Regions from separate parts of the Zea mays genome. Here region 1 is linked to region 2. The links are chromatin contacts, called in public Hi-C maps. All regions are on one chromosome and are shown on one strand. Each heading gives the region's core, a stretch centred on a gene start, on an enhancer-like site or on the middle of the called end of the contact. The rest is flanking DNA. Distances are from core to core; before and after follow the strand shown. Region 1 holds the start of LOC100383420 (Protein MEI2-like 1). Region 2 holds the start of LOC100382909.

Evidence for each region. A called contact is a pair of places that touch in the nucleus more often than the background predicts.
Region 1: a contact with region 2 is called in a Hi-C map of endosperm, with 3 times the contacts expected there. The contact joins the promoter of LOC100383420 here to the promoter of LOC100382909 in region 2. A contact is called at or near these places in 10 of 25 Hi-C or Micro-C datasets (ear, endosperm, leaf and 3 more) and 1 of 3 datasets of contacts at active chromatin or transcription factors (leaf).

What each region holds. Positions count from the first base shown.
Region 1 is chr6:52,586,983-52,591,359 of Zm-B73-REFERENCE-NAM-5.0, forward strand. LOC100383420 (Protein MEI2-like 1) reads left to right here and starts at 2,524. Exons shown (of 16, transcript NM_001176072.1): 1 at 2,524-2,637; 2 at 2,736-2,831; 3 at 3,761-3,996; 4 at 4,085-4,133. The coding sequence starts at 3,886. LOC103629300 (a long non-coding RNA gene) reads right to left here and starts at 2,944. Exons shown (of 3, transcript XR_004850149.1): 1 at 2,204-2,944; 2 at 747-1,147; 3 at 1-407.
Region 2 is chr6:51,981,030-51,985,496 of Zm-B73-REFERENCE-NAM-5.0, forward strand. It overlaps LOC100382909, which reads right to left and starts at 2,771. Exons shown (of 4, transcript NM_001175597.1): 1 at 2,019-2,771; 2 at 1,777-1,937; 3 at 948-1,192; 4 at 1-812. The coding sequence starts at 2,563. The coding sequence ends at 60.

The DNA of each region.
Region 1 (4,377 bases), core at 1,274-3,773, 610 kb after region 2:
GGATGAAAATTAAGTATAAACTTATGGAAGGTGTCTACCTTCCGGTGATGTAATAAGTAGAAGCACTCAGACCCTTATATTGTAATAAGCACTCTTTCTATATTATTACTTTAACTTATCTATGTAAAATAAGTTATTGTAACTCTTTTCTCTTTTACTCCGATATGTGTAATGTCTGTGAAATGGGATATGCGCTCTTGGGAGATGTTGAAGAAGATACAAGGACCAGGTCCTATCAAGCTGTTAGGTACATCTGTATGGCTGTCTAAGGTCCTTGGGACGAGGATAGGTGTAGGTGGGTCTAATATCTTGGAAGGTTCCGTCACAATCTCCTCTCTATAAACAAGCACATAGTAGTAGGTAAAAAATTTCGATAACACCTCCCCTGCACAGGAGGTTTGTAAAACCTGCAAATACAAATTCATTTCACATTCATCACATTGATCCACATGAAACACATTCACTAAATTCAAAGCATCACTTTCATCATGTTCACTATCATCACATTGACGATCGTCCCTTAACATTAACAAAATCAACAACTAATGATCACATGAAACACATTCATCGAATTCAAAGCATCACTTTCATCACATTGACGATCATCCCTTAACATTAACAAAATCAACAACTAAATATTTAGCTACATTTATAATTAAACTAAATTAATAACAAACTACAAAATTTATTGGCTAGATACTAATTTTCCGAACTAGAAAATTTTGCTAATTTTGTAACTAAATTACCTCGTGCAATGCGAGCTCGACAGCCGGCGGTGAAGTCGAGGCAGAGGTCAGCGGCGATGGTGCGGGCGTGGGGAGCTGAGGGAGGCAAGATGGCAGAGCGGTGGTGTGTCAGCATGGTGTCGCGCAGGCGTCGGGCTCGACGGCTTGCCGACGTGGGGCCACGCGCCGACGCCTTTGTGCGCGGGTGTGGGCCAGGGCAACGGTGTGGGGCGATGCGGCGGCGCGACGATGGTTGGAGGTGGAGGGTGAGAGGAAGCGACGAATAAGCGTGAGCGAGAAAAGAGAAACCCGATGGACATGTATTAAGGGGTTGTCGCCACGAATCTTGGCACCGGCCCCCGCCACGTCGACGCCAAGATCTCTGGCACCGACCCGCCACGTCACCGACCACGGGGAGCGTCCTGGCCATGTCAACAAGATCTAGACGTCAGAGCAATTGGTGCCAACACGTGTAAAGTCGACGCCAATTGCGACGACGCCAACCTGAGGATTCATTTACTAAATTCAAACTAGAAAGGACATATTTGTGAAAAAACCTAACAAGGGTCAAAATAGAAAGAAACCAGACCAAACTACATGTTAGGAGTATCATAATCACAGAATTCTCAATCTCCGTGAGACTAAACACAACATTAGAGTATGTACATTCTCATTTAATATGAGATTCCTATAAGTTAATTGAAAAAAATAAGAGATAGACTTTTCACGAAGAATTCGTCTTTACACGATTCTCCATATATATTTTCTTAAGGGCTCGTTTGTTTCGTTGGAATTGAATTTCATTTTAATAATTATAATTTAGACAAATCTAATTAAGTTTATATATTTATATATGTAATATATTTATATATTATCTTAAATCATATGAGAGAGATGATTATATACTACATTTATGTTATAGAGGTGCAAGTAGAAGAATGTGCTATAAGTTGTACATCGAAAAAATAGCATGTAAATCTATAGAATCGATTTCCATCTCTCACCCCATGAATTTGAGTTAAGCTTATATGATAACTTTGGAAAGTGGTGGAATGTCATATTCTAAAAAAATAGTTTATTTCATTAGTAAGATTCAAATTCTTCGAAATGAAAGGAAACAAACGGGACCTAATTGTATTTATGATCTAGAAGCTTAGAGTTAGATAATGCTGTTTTTATATTTGAAAAACCAATCCAATTGTTCAGGGATGAAAATGTTCCGTCCAGGGGTTAGTTGCAACCGCGGGACAGCGACAGCAGCAACACGATTGCTTGCTTTGTTTTAGCGATTTTTTTTTCTGTGGCGTTCCAATTCCATCGAAGACAGAGACGGAGGCGTTTCTTGTTGTGGCTCCCCTCTCCTTTCCTCGTGTTCCTCGCGGCAGGAACAGGAACACAAGGACCTCCAGTCCAAGGAGATTAGAGGAAGGCGAGAGCATTATTCTCATATCATTTGTAAAATAAATAAATGTACTTACTTCGACCACGTTGGTTCATCTTCATTGTTGTTATCATCATCATCCTCTGTTCCTGTGATGGACTGCATTCTCTCTCTCTCTCGTCTGCACCCATCCCGCCATCATTATTGTTCCCCACCCAACCAAAACAGCACAAAAACAACGGGAGGAGAGGAGAGGGAGGCAGCAGCTGCCTGAACCAGCCATTTCTCTCTCTTGTCTAGTACTTCCTGCCACTGCTAGTAGCACAGTACTACCTCTCTCTCTCATCAGTCAAATCAATCAGAGTCGGAATCGAGTTGTGTAGTTGGAAACGAAAAAGAAACAACAAGACAAGCATCTGCTGCCTCGTCTCCTCGGGCTCCGGCCGGCGACCCGCCCTCGCCCGTCGCCCCCGCCGAGGAAGCATCGCATCGTACAGCAGCAGTACATGCGACCTAGAGAGAGAGAAAGAGGTGCGGCAATGGCATACTCAACTCTTTTTACATGCATCTGCCTGTGACTGTCTGTTCTTCCCCTGCTTGCTCTCTTTCTCTAAAAAAACTCTCATCAGTCTCAGATAGTCCAGAGGAAGCAAGGAAGGAGTACGTCGTCGACGTCGATCTATTCCTCCTCCTCCTCCTCCTCCGATCCGTGAATCCAAAGTCCAGTAAGCAACTCCACTTAACTTGCTGTATGCGTAACGGCGGGCGTGTTGGCTGGCGTTGCGTGCGGCGGCAAGCCATCTGCGCCATCTGTTGCTTCCCCAACCCCATCCCCCCCAAGCGAAGCTGAAGGCGGCGGAAGGTGATTTGGACCGGAAACGTGGTCGGAATTGGAATCGCGTACGCGTGCTGCCTAGCTTATCCTTCCGCGCACTCCCGTTTCCATTTCCATCTTCCAGCATTCCCTCGCCTCCGCATCCTCTCTCGCTTCTCCAACACCGCACTCCACTCCAATGGAGCCCCTCCAATCCATCCCCTCCACTTGCCGTCTCAAGCAATAATGCCTTCTCCACTTCTAATCCCCTTCTTTCCCTCCCGTCTCTTCTCTACTTCTCTTCTCCGAGAGGGCAGGGGCAGGGCGTGCTTGCCGCTGCGACACGATCACCAAGCAAGCGCTAGATAGAGGACCCAGCCTGCCTCGCTCTGCCATTACCACTGCTTACAAATCGCTCTGCCATACTGCAGGCACAGCCGCCCGCTGATTAATCTTGGGGGGCTACCGGTCCACCATACCTCATAAGCCAATAGCAAGCAAAGCATTCAAGAACCGGATTTCCCTTGTTGTTTCGGTCAGTTCCGATTTCCCCCTTTCCTCCTCCTCCTCCTCCTCCTCCTCCCTCTAACCTGTCTCCATTTGCCTGCTCCGCATCCTTGCCTCTCTTGATCGAAACCATTTATGAACTACTTACTTGCCTTCTTTAAAAGCATAAGTAAATAAATAGATAGATACCGTGAATCCTTTCCATGGCCACGATCAAGAAAACCTGTCTTCGTCGCCTGCTGTCTATTCGTCAATGACGATCGGATAACTACCTGCAGTGAATGAACCAACGAGACTTTCTCCTCATGCATCCTTTCGATGTTTCTTAAGCAGGAAGCAGTTAATGGTCGAGAGGGGCCACAACCTCCAGCCGTTGCAGTTCTTGCGTTGAGTTGGATTGGGTTGCCAAGCCCCGCCAAATAAAACAAAAGGGCTTCCTGTAATCCTGCGCTGCACCGATGGTGATAGCGTCGGGAGCCGTTGACAGGGGCCACCTGTCCCCGATTGCTCCCCTGTCAGAGTCGCCGTCGTCCTCATCATTCTTCTCCCAGGATCTCGTCCCCACTGAGGTTAGCAAGCTTGTTTCTTCTTTTCTTTTCTTTTCCCTTCTCTTGTCAGATTAATCAGGCAAAAATCAGTCGTGCCTTTCTTACACAGAGGCAAGTTGGATTCTGGAAATCGTCAGAGTCAATGGTCGATCACAAAGGTGCGCAACATGCTTCATTTCTTTAGGGAAAAAAAAGAACTTGCGGCTGCTGTTTCATATGATTGTTTCTTCTTGCATGATGCAAACTGTCAGTTAGGCCTTTCTTTCTTTCTTTTCACCCCCTCTCTCATTCCCTCGTGTATTGACACCCTTGCAGAATGTATGGACCTTTCTATACTTGCTGTTGCCTGTTGGTAGTTAGTGGGGTTATTGTACCTTCAATAAATAAATTATCCTAAAATGA
Region 2 (4,467 bases), core at 1,521-4,020:
GATATGAAATATTCTACAAAAAGGGTAGCTACAGATTTTGCCAAGACAGCTCCAGCGGCTTAAGGCATCATCCCCATGGGTGCAGCCATCCAGCTCGCCGTTGTCGCGCCGACCCAATTGTTGCTGCTCACCTCCCCAGCCTCCTTGCAGATATGATCGAGCATAGCTAGGAACTCCTTCACTCCAGCAAAGATTCTGAACATGTGAGCTTCATCGTTGACTGACTCCCCAATAAACCACTCCGCCATCTCCTTCACTGATGACAAGCAGATGCTCTCCTGGGACTGGAGCTTCAGGATCTCCTCCTCGGCGTGCCTTAGAAATGTGCTCATGCTATTGTGGAAACGCCGAGCGCTATCAACAGATGTAACCATGCTGTTCAGCCTCACCACGTCGTGGACCTTCCCAAGCCCCATTCCAAGCTCTGACACGCTTTGGCTCAGCCTTTTTATGTCAATGGAGGCGGCTTTCTTGGTGTTGCTCAGCTGGGCTGCAAGTTTGGCAACAACCTCAAGGCCATGCTTCCTGCACTCGGCATCACACTGCAGAGTGTTTGTGCTCATCTTGCATGCACCTGAACCATGCTGCATCACATCATATCCTTCAGGTTTCACAATTTCCTGGACAATGAACTGCATGAGAGCAGCCTTCCCATCAGCTCCTTTCACATCAGCTATCTTCAGAACAGTGTTTGGCTCCAAGCCTTTTGAACTTGGAGACCCCGAATTGGTGCTCATGAAATTGCCGAAATTCACAACAGCCTCAAGGACTTTGTGGAACAGCCTGCTGCTTCTCATCTCCTGGCAAGCCCCCTAGATGAATAAACAACATGGATGAAACATTCAGATATGAATACATGATAGTCAAAAGAAGGTAGATATCATTTCAGCAGAAGCAATCTCTGCCCAGTATAACTATGTTGTATTCCATAAAGAACATGGCATTACCTCAAGAGTAGCATACGACATTCTCAGCCGATTGATCTCCAAATAGAAGCTGGCAATGTAAAGCATGGCATCTACTCTCTTGAACACAAATGGAACATCCAGCATTGCCTTCAAAAAAACATCAACTGGGCAAAGTCTGTTCAGGGAGTCATCCTTGAAATATTTGATCTTGAGCTCTTCTTCATTGCTGAGCACCATCTGAGTGAGCATCTGCAAGGCTTCCACTCCCAAACCATGTACATTACCTGTACCCAGCATACAGAAATATGCTACAGTTAGTAGCTAGAAAGCATATAACCACATAAAGGCATAGCATGAAGGATTGAAGAAATTAGTAATTGATCAACTTCAGGAACCAAAACAGATTTGCTACGACATGCAAAACAAAGAGTGGAGTGGTGCACCTTGAAAGGACAGGTTTGTCACCGCATGAAGAAGTTGAACACATGGACAACAAAACGCTCCAATGGTACCCTAAATGTGATCTCTTTCTAGGAAATAAACAATGCACCTAAAATGAAAGTGGGCTGTGTAACTCTGTTTTTTTTTTCAAAACGTATGACAGTAGGAGGGCCATGCCGTGTGGCCCATTGGTAAGGCCCCAACGTTCATCAGAGACAATCATTCACGTAACTCATAATCAACATGGCGCCATGTGATGATGCTACAAACATGGCCAATCGGCAATGGCACAAGCAATTTGAAGGTCCTCCCACAAGTAATAAACACTAGAATACTTTCGTCCAAGAGAGATTGCAACTTTGTCAGCATATTCAGAGAAAACTCAAACTGGGTTGCCTTATACGAGCAAAGATCAAACCATATGTACCTTCCAAGAGTGCATCCTTCAGTTGCTCCTTGGAAACTCCCAATGCTCCTACAATCATCCCGATGCCATGACACCTGAGGGCACCAAGCAAACACACCTCCCTTGGTGCCGCAACTGCTGCCGAATTGTTGAGGTATAGCTGGATCACCTCGTCCTTCATGCTATAGCACATAGGGCAGAGGCAACCTCAGAAATCGAATCGGTCCGGATGAAGAAGAGGGAACGCGAAGAGTTGGTCTTACTGCAAAGAGCCGGGCTTGAGCTTGTCCGAGTGCAAAGGCCGCGACTTGCGCAGGTCCATCATCTGATCAGAGTCACCATCATCTGATGAAGCCACAGCTGGTCGCGGCGGCAGCGGCACGAAGGGGTTCCACCCGTGCGCCGCCACTGGCTCCGCAGCACCCTTGGGCGGCGACGGCCTCCGTTTAGGCGGCGAGGGATTGGGGGCTCGGCCACGCGGCTGGGGGATGGTCGGCGGGCGGAAATGGACGGGGCTAGAGCCGAGCGTGGGCGAGGATGCCGACGGCGAGGAGGGAGAGAGCGAGGACGACGAGGCATCGGCAGCGGCGGCGGGAGGCACGGTGCTGGGGTCGGAAGCGGAGCTGCGGGATAAGAACTCGCCGGACGGCGGGCCGACGCGCGGAAGCGGAGGCAGAGGGCGGAGCTCCGGCGAGCCAGGGCGTAGACTGGAACTTGTCCCGGGGTGCTGCGGCCCCGGCGGCGGCGGGGTGGCGAGGGTTCCGAGGTAGAGGAACTCAGTGCTGGGGTTAGTGGAGGAGGTGGGCATTGGTGGCGGCTTGAGGCTGCGGCCCTCCTCGTCCCCGTCGTCGTTGTCGTCGTCTTGGTGGTGGTTACTTGCGGAGCGGCGCTGGGCAGCGGAGGGGGAGGATGCCGCGGCGCCACCACGGTGGCGGAGGCGGCGGACGAGGTGGATGGAGAGGAGCGCTGAGAGGAGGATGAGGCAGAGGGAGAGCAAGGAGAGCAGCAGCGTCTGGAGCACGGGGAAGCGGCGGGAGCCGGAGGCGCGCGGGGTCGGGGCGACGAGGGTGGAGATGTTGGCCGGGAACGTCGGGAGGCTGCCGTCGCCGGAGGAGGAGGGCTGGGTCTCGGTGGCCGGGATTGGCGGCGGCGGCGAGTTGGCTGTTGGGAAGAAGGGGTTGTTGGTGAAGGGGTATGGATCCCCGGTGGAGGGGGTGGCGGAGGAGGACGGGTACTTGGGCGTCGGCGGAGTGGCGACCGGCGGCGCTGGCGTGGGGGTGGGCGGTGGCGTCGGAGGCGACGCCTGTGCCGGCGGCACGGCGACGGGAGTGGGTGTAGGGTGGCGCGGAGGAGGGGTCAGGCTGGGTGGCGGCCGCGGCGTCAGTGTGGTGCGAGGAGACGCGGTGTGGTGGTGGCGATGGGGAGGATGCGGTGCCGCCGGCGGCGGAGGCGGAAACAGAGGCGGCGACGGCAGGGTGGCATTTGTTTGGGTGGTGGAAATGGTAGCAGCCGGGAGCAGTAGCAGCAAAGAGAAGAGGAGGGGGAGGAAGGCGGGAGGCGGCGGCAGAAGCATTGCGCGCCGCGATCCGGCGGCCTCCACCGGCGGCACGGGTGGAGACTGGAGAGAGGAAGGGGGGGTTTTGGTTTGGGGCTTTGGGAAGAAATGGTTCGGGGGTTTGGCTGTGTCTGTGTGGGTGCAGCGTGCACACGGGAGAGAGAGAAAGACGATGCCGCTCCACGCACAGACGCAGCCACGCCTGCTGCACTGTCCTGTACTGGATGGATGGTGGCGGACTGGCGGTGGGGAGTGGTGGAGCGGCGCAGAGGCTGCGTGCCAGCCCGTGCCCTGCACTGTCTTTTGGGGCTTTGCCTCGGTAATCGCGGAAGAGAGAGATGGCCTCAGATGAGAGAGGGAGGAAGAGGACATACAGGCAGGCACCGCCGTCCCGTCCACTAGTGCTGCAGCCTGTACTGGGCTGCCCCCTCCCCCGCCCTTTTCGAAATCCGGTGCCTTTTTACTTGCTCACAGTCACACCCTTTTCCCGGGTTTTATTACATAATTAAAAATCCGCTTTTCCGTTTCTTTCTCGGTGCCTGCTTTTTTAAGGACTACGACTATATTTTTATCATTTTTTTCTAAATCGTTAGCCGTTTAAATTTTATCTCCTTTTGAAGAGATATTGTGTATGTCCATCTTGTCGCTTTGCTTTTTTTCTATATTAAGATAAACCTCAGCTTTGCATGTTCATGAGCTAGCAATAACGATCATTATATTAAAAATATATTATATTTCAGACACTGAAATATAGCCGGTCTTATATTTTATTTATTTTATTACATTTGAGAAAAAAAGTACAAGCGCGGTGGAAAAGTTGTGCAAAACAGGACGTTAATATCATTGGAGAAGTCATCTCGAAGCCAAACAACCTAAAGACTAAACGATTTTCTAAATATACGAGACAAATAAAAAATAGAACATCTAGATCATAAATGCAGTTAAAAAACAACAAGTATAAAAAGTCGTAAAAGAAATGTTCTTCGCGAATAGACAGTGTCGTGGTTTCGAAAATCATAGGCAGTAAGATTTGTGCTAGTGCGGATCTATTCCTAATGATGAATTGTTGGGACTCGGACGAAGAACTTGGGACACGGAGTTTATACTGGTTCGAGTTTACATCCTACTCCAGTGTATTGCTGATTGTAGCATTGCTA